2 separate regions of the Triticum aestivum genome follow, and region 2 is linked to region 1. The links are chromatin contacts, called in public Hi-C maps. All regions are on one chromosome and are shown on one strand. Each heading gives the region's core, a stretch centred on a gene start, on an enhancer-like site or on the middle of the called end of the contact. The rest is flanking DNA. Distances are from core to core; before and after follow the strand shown.

The links. Hi-C and Micro-C count contacts between places; a contact is called where the count stands out from the background.
Region 2: a Hi-C map of leaf shows a contact between it and region 1, with 2.0 times the contacts expected there. The contact joins the promoter of LOC123180289 here to the promoter of LOC123180287 in region 1. A contact is called at or near these places in 2 of 5 Hi-C or Micro-C datasets (both in leaf) and 1 of 1 datasets of contacts at active chromatin or transcription factors (leaf).

Annotation. Positions count from the first base shown.
Region 1 is chr1D:58,893,398-58,899,116 of IWGSC CS RefSeq v2.1, reverse strand. LOC123180287 (prolycopene isomerase, chloroplastic) reads left to right here and starts at 1,904. Exons shown (of 13, transcript XM_044592281.1): 1 at 1,904-2,437; 2 at 3,240-3,446; 3 at 3,550-3,649; 4 at 3,839-3,921; 5 at 4,030-4,086; 6 at 4,162-4,314; 7 at 4,389-4,467; 8 at 4,718-4,866; 9 at 4,993-5,127; 10 at 5,377-5,490. The coding sequence starts at 2,045.
Region 2 is chr1D:59,124,419-59,130,163 of IWGSC CS RefSeq v2.1, reverse strand. LOC123180289 (glutamate--cysteine ligase B, chloroplastic) reads right to left here and starts at 3,457. Exons shown (of 16, transcript XM_044592285.1): 1 at 3,164-3,457; 2 at 2,792-3,068; 3 at 1,400-1,550; 4 at 1,210-1,317; 5 at 608-700; 6 at 93-176. The coding sequence starts at 3,042.

The DNA of each region.
Region 1 (5,719 bases), core at 655-3,154:
TTCGAGTCTCTTTAGGATAGTATCGCATATTGGGCGTGACAGGCATCAAGGATAGGACGTAGAAGACGAAGGCGACCAAAGAGTATAGCGCCACCGCCGAGTGCCGCTTTCTCCGGCGACCGCGCCCCTTCATCCCTGTCGTGGTAGACACCACCAAGATGGCCAGCTCGGAGGGGAGGGCACCGCAGTGGGGTGGCGTCGTGGATGGTGGGAGGAGGGGATGACAAACACAAGAGGAGGTGATGGAGGCGACTAGGGTTGAACACCGACGCCGCGACAGTTTCTCTGGAGGCGGCACGGTAAGCCCAAACATAGCTAAATACCGACTCACAAATAGGCCCACTATCCCTGCCCAAACACTCTCGACGCACCACAAGCCAGGATTTCCTGGGAGCTTAGAAACTGTACCGATAGGCCAACAAGTACTTCGATCGTGGGTTCTCTTGTGCGCAACATCGTAAATGTATCATGATTGTTCAACAATTTGCCTCGCTGGTACAATTTACTAGAGAAGATGAAAAATTTCGAGTTGTTTGCCATATGTGTGCAAAGAGTAGGGGGAGGAGACACAAGGGTTATGGGTGGCGAAAAGTATTGAAAACAAGGACAACTTTTTTGATCATCTCTTTGATTTATTGATTTAGAAAAAGCAAAATGGCCGATAGCTTCATAAACTTGATTAAAATGCACACATCAAGTCTATAAACCCACAAATCATACAATTTAGTAACTGTAATCTCCTCTTATGAAGAAAAGAGAAAACAACAAAAAACATGAAGAACAAGAACAAATAATCCAAAGTGCTTAAAATCCATGATATATTTCACCAAATTTTTCTTTATCTACATATGTACAGTCGTACACCATCTAGCTACATAATATTACTCTCTTAAATCAGCACTTTATTGTACTTTTTTAATCATGTATGCCATCAAGGTCATGTAATCGACGAAATGATTCATATTATCAACGTACTATATTATTCTTGCTTCACTTACCAAAACCCTTATCAATAACAAATATGAGCAATAATATATTGCTAACGACGGGCTTAAACTCGAGCGGGGCGTGCCGCCGCGCCTCTGCCTGCTACTATTGTTCGTTGGGACTACCGTGGAGCACACTATTTGTCTGTGGCAACAAAAAATGCTGGAACTAGCGTTTTCACCGGCTACGCAACACGTTGGAACTTGTGTCTCACCTTTTTGCTGCAGCCGACGCCGCCGTGTGCTGAAACCGTGTATCTACTTTGTTGGAACTGACATCTCAGATTGCTGGAACCGCGTTTTTGGCCTGGCACGATCGGCGCCGCATGCTGGAATTTGCTAAAACTGACATCTGGCATGTTGGAATCGTGTGACGGTAGGTTGCGATGCCACAGCGGCGAGCGACCATTGATGCAACCGAGACTGAGGGGGTGGGGGCTGCGGGGCTTTACAACGGTTGCTTCGATGCTGGCAACGTTTGTTGCGATGGCGCCATGTGCTGTGATGGCGGCGGAAGCTTCGACTGCCTAACTGGGGGATGTTGCTGCGATGGCGACGAAGCGCGAGCCGTCCCTCACGGGCGATGGACCCCACGTGGTGCGCGCTGATGAGGTGCGCGTCGGGACAGCGATGTGGCACGACGAGGGACGAGGGAGTGCTTCTTCTGCGTTCATACGAGGGAGGCAGATCAAGGATCGAGGAGACCAAGATCAAACGGCTGGGATGTTTCTGATCCAACGGCCCGCGGCGCGACCGGCCTGGAGTCTGGCCGGTCGACCGGCGGCTAGCAGGTTATGATCGCGGTTGAGAGGGTTGACCACCACTTGACAAAGGTGATTGTCACCACCCTGGCCCACCGTCGGCGGCCGGCCGTGGCTCCTCATCCTCTCCCCTCCACTCCCTCCTCGCTTTCTTCGTCCCCTTCCCGCCGCGGCATCCACCCTTCTCCCTCCGCGCCAGATTCCTCCACTCCACTCCAAGCCGGAATAAAATACCCGACCCGACGCCACACAAAACGACGGCCCAGCCGGTTCCCCCCGCCTCCACGCCTCGCCGCCATGCCGCTCCTCCTCTCGCCCCTCACGGCGCGGTGCCTCCACCGCTCCCCGCACCTCCCCGCGCCCGTCGCGCACCGCCCCTCCCGCCCCCGTCCCCTCGGCGGCGAGGCCCGCGGAGGCGGCAGGGGGAGGGTGGCGGTGGTGTCGGAGAGGCAGGCGGCGGCGGTGGAGAAGTCCCCCGGAGGAGAGGGAAGCGACGGGGAGCGATACGACGCGATAGTGGTCGGGTCCGGGATCGGGGGCCTGGTGGCGGCCACGCAGCTGGCCGCGAAAGGGGCCCGGGTGCTGGTCCTCGAGAAGTACATCATCCCCGGGGGCAGCTCCGGGTACTACCGCCGCGACGGGTTCACCTTCGACGTCGGCTCCTCCGTCATGTTCGGGTTCTCCGACAAGGTAAAGCGGGGCAGAGCGCCGGCGTTCCACTTGTGCTGAAACTGTTGCCCGGGGCTTTTGAATTGCTCCATTTTCAGCACAAAATTTGCTATGAGTGTGACTGAGGTAGCTGCGCGGTTACATTTCTGGCTCCGGCCCGTGAATTTGTTGATTCCGTGTGCTTGTGCGCTTGACTGTGCTGTGCCTAGTGATCACCAAGAGAAATATTTGAGGGGTAAAGCTTTGCACTGCGAATTTGTGCTCTGGCGTGGTAAGGTAGGCTGGGTGTAAACTGAGAGGGGGGAATTGTGATTTGCTTGGTTGTTTAAATCAGTTGACGACTTACTTTTTTGCGGGCATCCAGTGCCTGAAGATGCCATGATTAGTATATTCGCGGGCTGTTTTGCTTAAAGAGACAAACCTGATTTCGAGGTTGAGGGCTCAATGCCATGTTACATACAGCTTACAAGGGGCAGGTGACCACTGTGCAGCTTATCGACAATGAGCATGACCAAGCAGTCCACTGTTACCAAGTGCGAATGCCTGGATGTTCAGGGTGTGCACAGCATGTTTCATGATAGAGTGTAGCGTTGATCAGTGCTGTACCTGTGTGTGACTCTCATGAAAATGCTCATACATTGGCATACAGCGTTGGGCTAGTGGCTGTGGATTTGTGCCTTTCACATGTTTCTTGTTAGGAAACATTTGTATTGCTGTCAGATGTTGTGAAACCATTCATTCATTTTTTTAAAGATATTTTGTATGAAGTATTTTTTGTGTTTGGGTATATTTGGTAAGAAGCATGACATGTGTTATCATCCAGGGAAACTTAAATTTGATAACGCAAGCACTAGAAGCTGTTGGATGTAAGATGGAAGTCATACCAGACCCTTCTACGGTTCATTTCCATCTACCTGGTGCTCTCTCTGTTCTTGTGCATAGGGAGTATAATGACTTCATCGAAGAGCTGGTTAGCAAATTCCCGCATGAAAAAGAAGGAATCCTAAAATTCTATGGTACATGTTGGAAGGTATTGTCTTTATTTTACCTACTTGTTTTAGTTACCTTTCTGTTGCTATTCTCTTATTTCTTATGCAACCTTCACACCTTACATCTATGTCTCATATGAACAGATCTTCAATTCATTAAATTCTTTGGAACTAAAGTCCTTGGAAGAACCTCTATACCTATTCGGGCAATTTTTTAAGAAGCCTTTGGAATGCTTGACTCTCGGTATTAAAACTGCATCCTTATATTCCTCAATAAGTTTTACCCTTATTTTCTCTACAGTGAAACCATTTAGAACAATTAGTTAACTGAAGTTGAAACAATTGCGATCTCAAAAGCAACAGAGAAATAAATTCATACGAGATACTATGAAATAAGATTGTTTGATATAAAATCATTTTTTCTATGATGCAGCATACTATCTGCCACAGAATGCGGGGGATATTGCTCGCAAGTTCATAAAAGATCAGCAGTTGCTATCCTTCATAGATGCTGAGGTGTGAGATACTTGTGAGTTTACTCACTTGTTCAATTTTTCTTCCACGCATACATTTTTGTTCAACTTTCGCTTATCTGAAGATTACAGCAATTTATGGTTTTTGTAGTGTTTTATTGTGAGCACAGTCAATGCCTTGAAAACACCCATGATCAATGCGAGCATGGTAAGTTCGATGTTAATCTGTCAGACCTTTGTTTGAAAATCATTCAGCCTCCAATTATCTAAGTCAACATGACAGGTATTGTGCGATAGGCACTTTGGAGGAATTAATTATCCAGTTGGTGGTGTTGGTGGTATTGCGGTGTCTTTGGCAAATGGCCTTGTTGAAAAGGGCAGTGCAATACGTTACAAGGCGAATGTGACCAATGTTATTCTTGAAAATGGGAAAGCTGTGAGTTCATCTTACTAATTTCAAATGTCTGGAGTTTAGTTTTGGTTTCTCAGCTGAACATTTCATTACTACAGGTTGGAGTGAGGTTGTCAAATGGGAAGGAGTTATTCGCTAGAACAGTAATATCAAATGCCACAAGATGGGACACATTTGGTAATTCTGCAAATATTCTTTCATGGTCAAGCTAGAAAAGTATCTCTTTCACTTTCACTTGTTACAATGTTCTTCATCTTCTGCAACTTTGCCGTAATTTTGTTTCTCATGTTTTGCAACCATCCAAAAGCATATTTCTTGACTTGGTAACTTGCCGTTATTATTCTGCCAGTGTGAACAGTTTTTTGATACATACTTAGTATGTGCTCAGTTTCCTCCTTCAGGAGTTAACAAATGCATGAACTTACAGGAAAACTCGTGAAGGCTGAAGAGCTTCCAGAAGAGGAGAAAAACTTTCAGAAGAACTATGTTAAAGCGCCATCTTTTCTATCCATTCATCTGGGTGTCAAAGCCTCAGTTTTACCTGCTGGTACTGATTGCCACCATTTTGTACTGGAGGTACGCACTAGGTTGTATGCTACTGGGTATGTCATCATTGAGGGTTAGAGTCACTGTCACATTAGTGGTGAATTTGATATGGACATTTTAATCTTTAATGAGTTTAATTGTGAGTGTAATTGGCAGGATGACTGGTCGAACTTGGAAAAGCCTTATGGAAGCATATTTTTAAGTATCCCTACAGTTCTTGATCCATCCTTGGCTCCTGAAGGACATCACATACTTCATATATTTACAACTGCAGGTATAGAAGATTGGGAGGTATGTCAGTGCTCTAGCTGAAATGTAAATTATGTCAAAAAAATATACTCCCTCCATCCCAAAATTCTTGTCTTAAATTTGTCTAGATACGGATGTATCAAGTCACGTTTTAGTATTAGATACATCCTTATCTAGACAAATCTAAGACAAGAATTTTGGGACGGAGGGAGTATAACAAACGAAGCCTTTTTGTATGAACATAAGTACTGACTGATGCCCATAATACTGCTTGGCTTTAATCTTTGGCAGGGTCTACCTAGGAAGGATTATGAGCAGAAAAAGGAGCTTGTGGCAAATGAGATCATACGAAGACTTGAAAATAAGTTGTTTCCTGGTCTTCAAGACTCAATAGTCCTCAAGGAGGTATCTTCTTACAGTAATTCTATGTTGGGAACTCAGTATTCTATAAATATTTTCAATCATTTCATTTTGACTACTTCATGTTTGAACTTGAAAGTGCTAGCTACCAGTCCTCAAATTGACAAGGGAGCACGAGCAAGTCTGTAGTAGTTAGCAGCGCAAACATGATTAGCTATTGATGATGCAATACTTAATATGATTATCGGAAAAGATCATTAGAGTATCCTATCTG
Region 2 (5,745 bases), core at 2,208-4,707, 230 kb before region 1:
TATTGTATACTAGTCTGTTTGATATCAAATGAAATAAAGGGCTGTGAGTTGTCAAAACGGCCCATGAACACAAAACTAAAAATGACAGTTACCTGTACAGTGCACGTGCGGAACATCATATCAAGGCCAAGAGTACCAACTTTAGGCATGTAATTCCTCATGATTTCATACCTTCCCTACAGAGTAGCAAATTGTATGATCAGACTTTACAGGAACCAGTAACAGTATAATTATGTTGCATAGGGCAAATATGCCTAAATTACAAGTGAGGTTGTGCATGAAAGAAGACTACAGTGTGGGTTATCAATCATTTTGTGTTAACTGCCAATTGCTCGATACAGTTGCAGTGGAGGATTTGCTTAATGGTGTACCAAGCAAGAATGGGTGCATCAAAAGCCAGCATTTCGATATCAGCCCCATGGAACTATGTTGTACTAATAAACTACTAATACTGCAAACCATAAGTATGTTCTTAGATTTGCAACTTCATTTCTCGGAAATTAACTAGACTGGGATATAAATAAAAAAGAAAAAAAGGCCCTTTAACAGTCTAGCAACAGCACAAACTTCAAAACCTACATTTATGAGGTTTAAAGGACAGAATTACCTTGGGCATTATTGGTATATCAGTCAGAGCCCATTTTGGCTGAAAACCCATTCCAAGAAATCCTACTCCCAATTCCTCTCCAACTGCTTTGACCTACAAAACCGGCAGAAGATTAAATCATAGCATAGAACAGTATAGACCTTCTCCACCAAAAATACATACATCATAGTACAATTAACTTTCAGCAAGTAAAACCTAGAAGGCGAATGTGCAAACAGAACCATGAGACAGTTCAATTTGTTTTCATGAACCCACAGAGTCTAATGGAAACTAACTCCGTGCCCAGTAAGGTTTGGAGGTCTTACAGATGCACGCATAAGATGATACAAACTTCCAGAAGAAACTAGATATTGGTGGTTGTTTAGTTCTCAATATAATTGGCACGGTTTGTTGGGATGCGAATATACATTTCGTGGCATGGACTTTGTACAATTTTTGGGATATGAAATAGGATAATCTGATTAAAAAGAATTTTCTGGTGGGAACTAAATATGACATTATGATATGTCACAGGTGAAAATCCCACAAAGTTACATTTCATAAATTTCTGTAAAAAGCGAATACTTATACATGCAACAGTTTGCTCGCTAATAGATATTTACCTGATAAAGATGTGAATTGACCTCCGCACAAGTTTGATGTAATGTTTCGAGGGGAGCGCCACTAAGTTCAAACTGGCCACCAGGTTCTAGTGAAATGTTTTGCTTTCCCTGCATCCATATAAATAAGTTGTCACAAAAATCACTATTGAGTGAAAACCATATATATCATATTTCTTTCCAGGTATAGTACCTGCTTGAGACCAATAACATGGTTTTCTTCCATTATCTTGTCCCATTCAAATCTCTCAGACAGCCCATTGAGTATAGCACTGATCTGATCATACGTTATAGGGCGCAATGTTTCGACATCAAAACCAAACTTTTCATGCTCTGTGCCAATTCTGTACAACAAAAAATTTACTCACGGAATGGACCAAATAACTAACCGAAATACTCGGTAGGAATTATACAGGAACAGAACTTCAAGAAAAACAAAAATATATTGTCAAATCTGAAATAATTTGAACACAGGCACCAGAACGATCTTCATCTCCAATAAATTTTATTGATTGAAAAAAATGAGCACGCTACATTAACAAGATGTATTAAGTATGCGAAAAGATTCCCGTCAACCGGCCAATTTACAGCGCATCGTCCGCCACCTCAGATGCGCACCACGCGTCCCATGTGGGCCCTATCACCGTTCATCCTTTTTCTTTCTTATCTTAATCGCTAGCGACTGAGAGCCGCTCGTTTCCTTTTTTTTTCTCGTTCGTCTTCTGCAACATGCTTTCTGTTGAAAGTCTATAATATGACCTCTGTTGCAAAAAGAAATCTACAGACGTTTCCGCAACATGATCTCTGTTGCAAAAATTCTGCAATATGACCTTTGTAGCAAAAAGGACTCTACAGACGTTTCCGCGACATGGTCTCTGTTGCAAAAAAATCTGCAGCATAATCTATGTTGCAAAAGTTGGGATGCCCGTCAACGGCTTGATGACGCTAGATCTGGCGGCTAGCGACCCAGCCAATCTTTGAAAAAGATCAGCCGGCGGACACGTAGCATGCCCCATTAATTATAGCATATCTAAGCTTAGAGAGACTTTTTCTGTCATTTAGGACAATCATTTCTAAGCTTACTTTTTTCACGTATAGCATATTAACAAGTACTATATCAGTTTTTGTTGCTCTATGCACAAATTGCAATTTTACTACTTCCAGCATTATATGAGTGCACGAGCGGCGCCATTCGCCAACAAGATAACACAATGTATTCCCTATTCAGTTCCTAGTCTAGTATAACTATGCTAACCAGTACCATGTGACCCGTTGGTTGAACAAGGGCAGAGCTTCATCTGCTAACTAGGCAAAGTAAAGGTCACTTCAATGCATCGGCCCTCTTATATTCCTACAAGTGCAAACTACTAGCAAGCATCACAAAGTTCGTCACTACAAGGCACTGATTCATGTGAGAAAACTCCACCACTCTAGGGGCGACTGAACAGTGAATACTAAATCCCCAATTGCAGCGCTAAACAGTAAGCTGGGCAGTAAGAATCGGCCGTTCCAACCATAGAACTACGTTCCACTTCCAACAGTAAGTAGCATTAGGGAAGTAGCACCATCTGTGGAAGCTTCTCACCTCCAGTTCTCCTTGGGCTTGCAGCCGGACGCGAGGTAGGCGACGAGGTCCTCCTTGGTGAGCGGCTCCGTCAACTTGGCCGCCTCCTCAGTGGGGGGGCTGGCCGCCACGGCCCCGCCGCGCCGCCTCCCCCTCCTCCCGGCCGCGGGGAGCCCGACCACCGCGAACCCCTGACGCCCCTTCCTCCCGCCCGCCGCGCCGCCGTCCGGCTGGACCACCCGCGCCACCGCCAGGCGCGACGCGACCGCCATCACGCCCAACCCGCCGAAACAGAAACCTGAGACACGGAAAAATCCGCAAAACCAACAAAAAGTTCAGCGCGAATTGCGGGAATCCGACACGATGTCGCCATCGAACCCCCGCCCAACCCACCTACGGAGAATCAATCCGATTCTATCTGCGATTCGCCGCGCGAGGAGACGGAGACGCGCGCGCCGCCGTCCGCCGCTGCTGCTTGAGAGTCCGGAACGGAGGGGAGTGTGGGGGGTGGGATGGGGGCGGCGTCGGCGTGGTTATAAAGCGGTGGGGTGGGGCCCACGCATCAGCGGCGCGCAGGGTCGTGGGGAGGCGGGTCGCGGCCGCGTCAGCAGCGACGACGCCTTGAAGTGCGCGATGCTGCTGCTGCGCGCGTCATCCAATCCGCTCCTCCCTCCGCGGGTGCAGCTGGTGAGTGAAGAGAGTAGGGGCCGCCGGGGCTGCGGGGGTGATTTGGACAGCTGGTGATTTGCTAGTCCTTCCTTTTCGGTGGTGGGGGCGCTGGCGCTAATGATTATGGCTTGTTAATTGCTGAATTAAGCTTCGCCGATGGTTCTTGTACGGTGCCTCGTGACGTCGGCGGTGAGGTAGGACGCTGGGTAGGCACGGCGGCGCCAGGATTTTTCATGCATGGTGATGGTGTTTTGCACGCTGGTTCGTCTTGGTGCCTCGCTCTCAAAACGACATCCAGAGCACACGTTTCACCCTCGGGTTGCGGTTCAAGACAAGATGAAAACGGAGCAAAAATGTCGAGAGGAGATGTCAGGTGCTACCATGTCCTGTACTCCGGAAATACTTATCGTATAAATGGATACAAATGGATGTATTTAGAACTAAAATACATCTAGATACATTCATTCCTTGGACAAGTATTTTCAGACGGAGGAAGTACATTTAAACGATCATGGATCGGAATGAACCTTGCCCGTCTTCAAGGGCAGGTTCGCCCTGGATCATCGTGGCTTTCCGGACTGTACCGTTGCGAGCATCAGTGCACGTGCGCTTATGCTACTAGTGTTTTCTTTTTAACTTTGGGCGACTTTACTCAATTTTTTTTATTGCATCTTTTTGAGCGGGGACTCTACTCAACTATAACAGGGTCTTTTACAATGGTAGTATGAACAAGGAAGTCGGAAGCTGATCATGCCATAACTTGAAAGTAGTTTTGTTCATAAAGCAAATGTCGAGCTAGCTCATGCGCAACGCCATTCGCTTCACGACTAGTCGACCACAATGCTCGATCATCGCCCTGCCGAAGGAACTCAACAGCTCTCGGCAATCATTGCTCCCAAAGCTCTATATTTTGAACAATTCGTCACAGCCTAAACTATTTCCTTAGTCACTTTATACCATCATGTATGGACACCCGAATCATAAAGAGCTGTCAAATTCTACTTCTCCCTCGATGATCTTTGACGCTGAAAAGATGGTTTTGATGATTTATAGTTTGTTTTCTATTTTGTCAACTCTTATGGAGCACATATCACCAAACCCTAAATCTTTAGGGCTTTGTGTGACAAAAAAACCCTAACGTGGAGAGGCATAGGAGGGAGTAGGCATGGCGGTGGGGCAGCATCGATATGGTTATTAAGTGGTGGTTGCAGGCCCGAGTGCCAACGCCACGTACGGAAGAATGACGACATCACAGTTCCGCCAGTTACTGACGTCTAGAATGATGACATTACAGTTGCATCAGTTACCGATGTCTAGAATGATGACATCACAGTTGCGTCAGTTACCGACGTCTAGAATGACGACATCGCAGTTGCATCAGTTACCGACGTCTAGAATGACGACATCACAGTTGCTTCAGTTACCGACATCTAGAATGATGACATCATAGTTGCGTCAGTATCGACGTCTTGAATGATGACATCATAGTTGCATCAGTATCGAAGTCTTGGAGTGTGTTGTGTTTTTTGTCGATGTTGTTCCCGTCATTAAATCAGTTTCGCCACCGCAGTTGTCGGAGAGGAGAGAGGGTGTACCATGATCTGACTGCTGATTATATTTTAAATTTTCTATTTATACATGTATTTCCTTCTTTTCCTTTTTAAATTAATCTTTATAAGTGAGTGGGGTTAGTGTCACTAATGATTATGTCTTGTTAATTGCAAAACTTAAGCCACTTTGATAACTATGTACACCCACAATATGTCATGACGTGCACAATGAGGTCGCGAAACCACTAGAGCTTGGGTGACGTATTATGGAAAGTTTACTTTCTGCCAAAAAACAAAGAAAAATCGTAGGTTTTGGAGACTTCGAGGTTCCCTGAAAATGACATATAGAATCGCATGTTTTAAAAGAAACAGGCAGTTTTTCTTTTCTCAGGACGACATTATTTCGGAGCTCCTTGCAGAGCTGCGTGAAGACGATGAGTGAAGACGACGAGAGAAAAAAGAAGAGCAACAAAACCAGAATAAAAGGGAGCAACAAACTAGATTTTGCAGCAGACGCAGCGGTTGGAGAGAAGCACATTGGCATGACCAAGTATGCGAGTGAACCCACCCCATTTCCACGGGCAGGTTCAGTCGCTGGTGGTGCCTGGTTGATTGGTCCTTCAGTGCCGTACTACTAGAGCATCGAAGCATGTGGCTTATGGTACTTGTTTAGTTAGCTTCTTCCCTCTGTTTCTTTCTCCTTCTCGCTGGACGGTCTACGTGCAAAACAATTGTACTCCAGACACAATAGCCTTG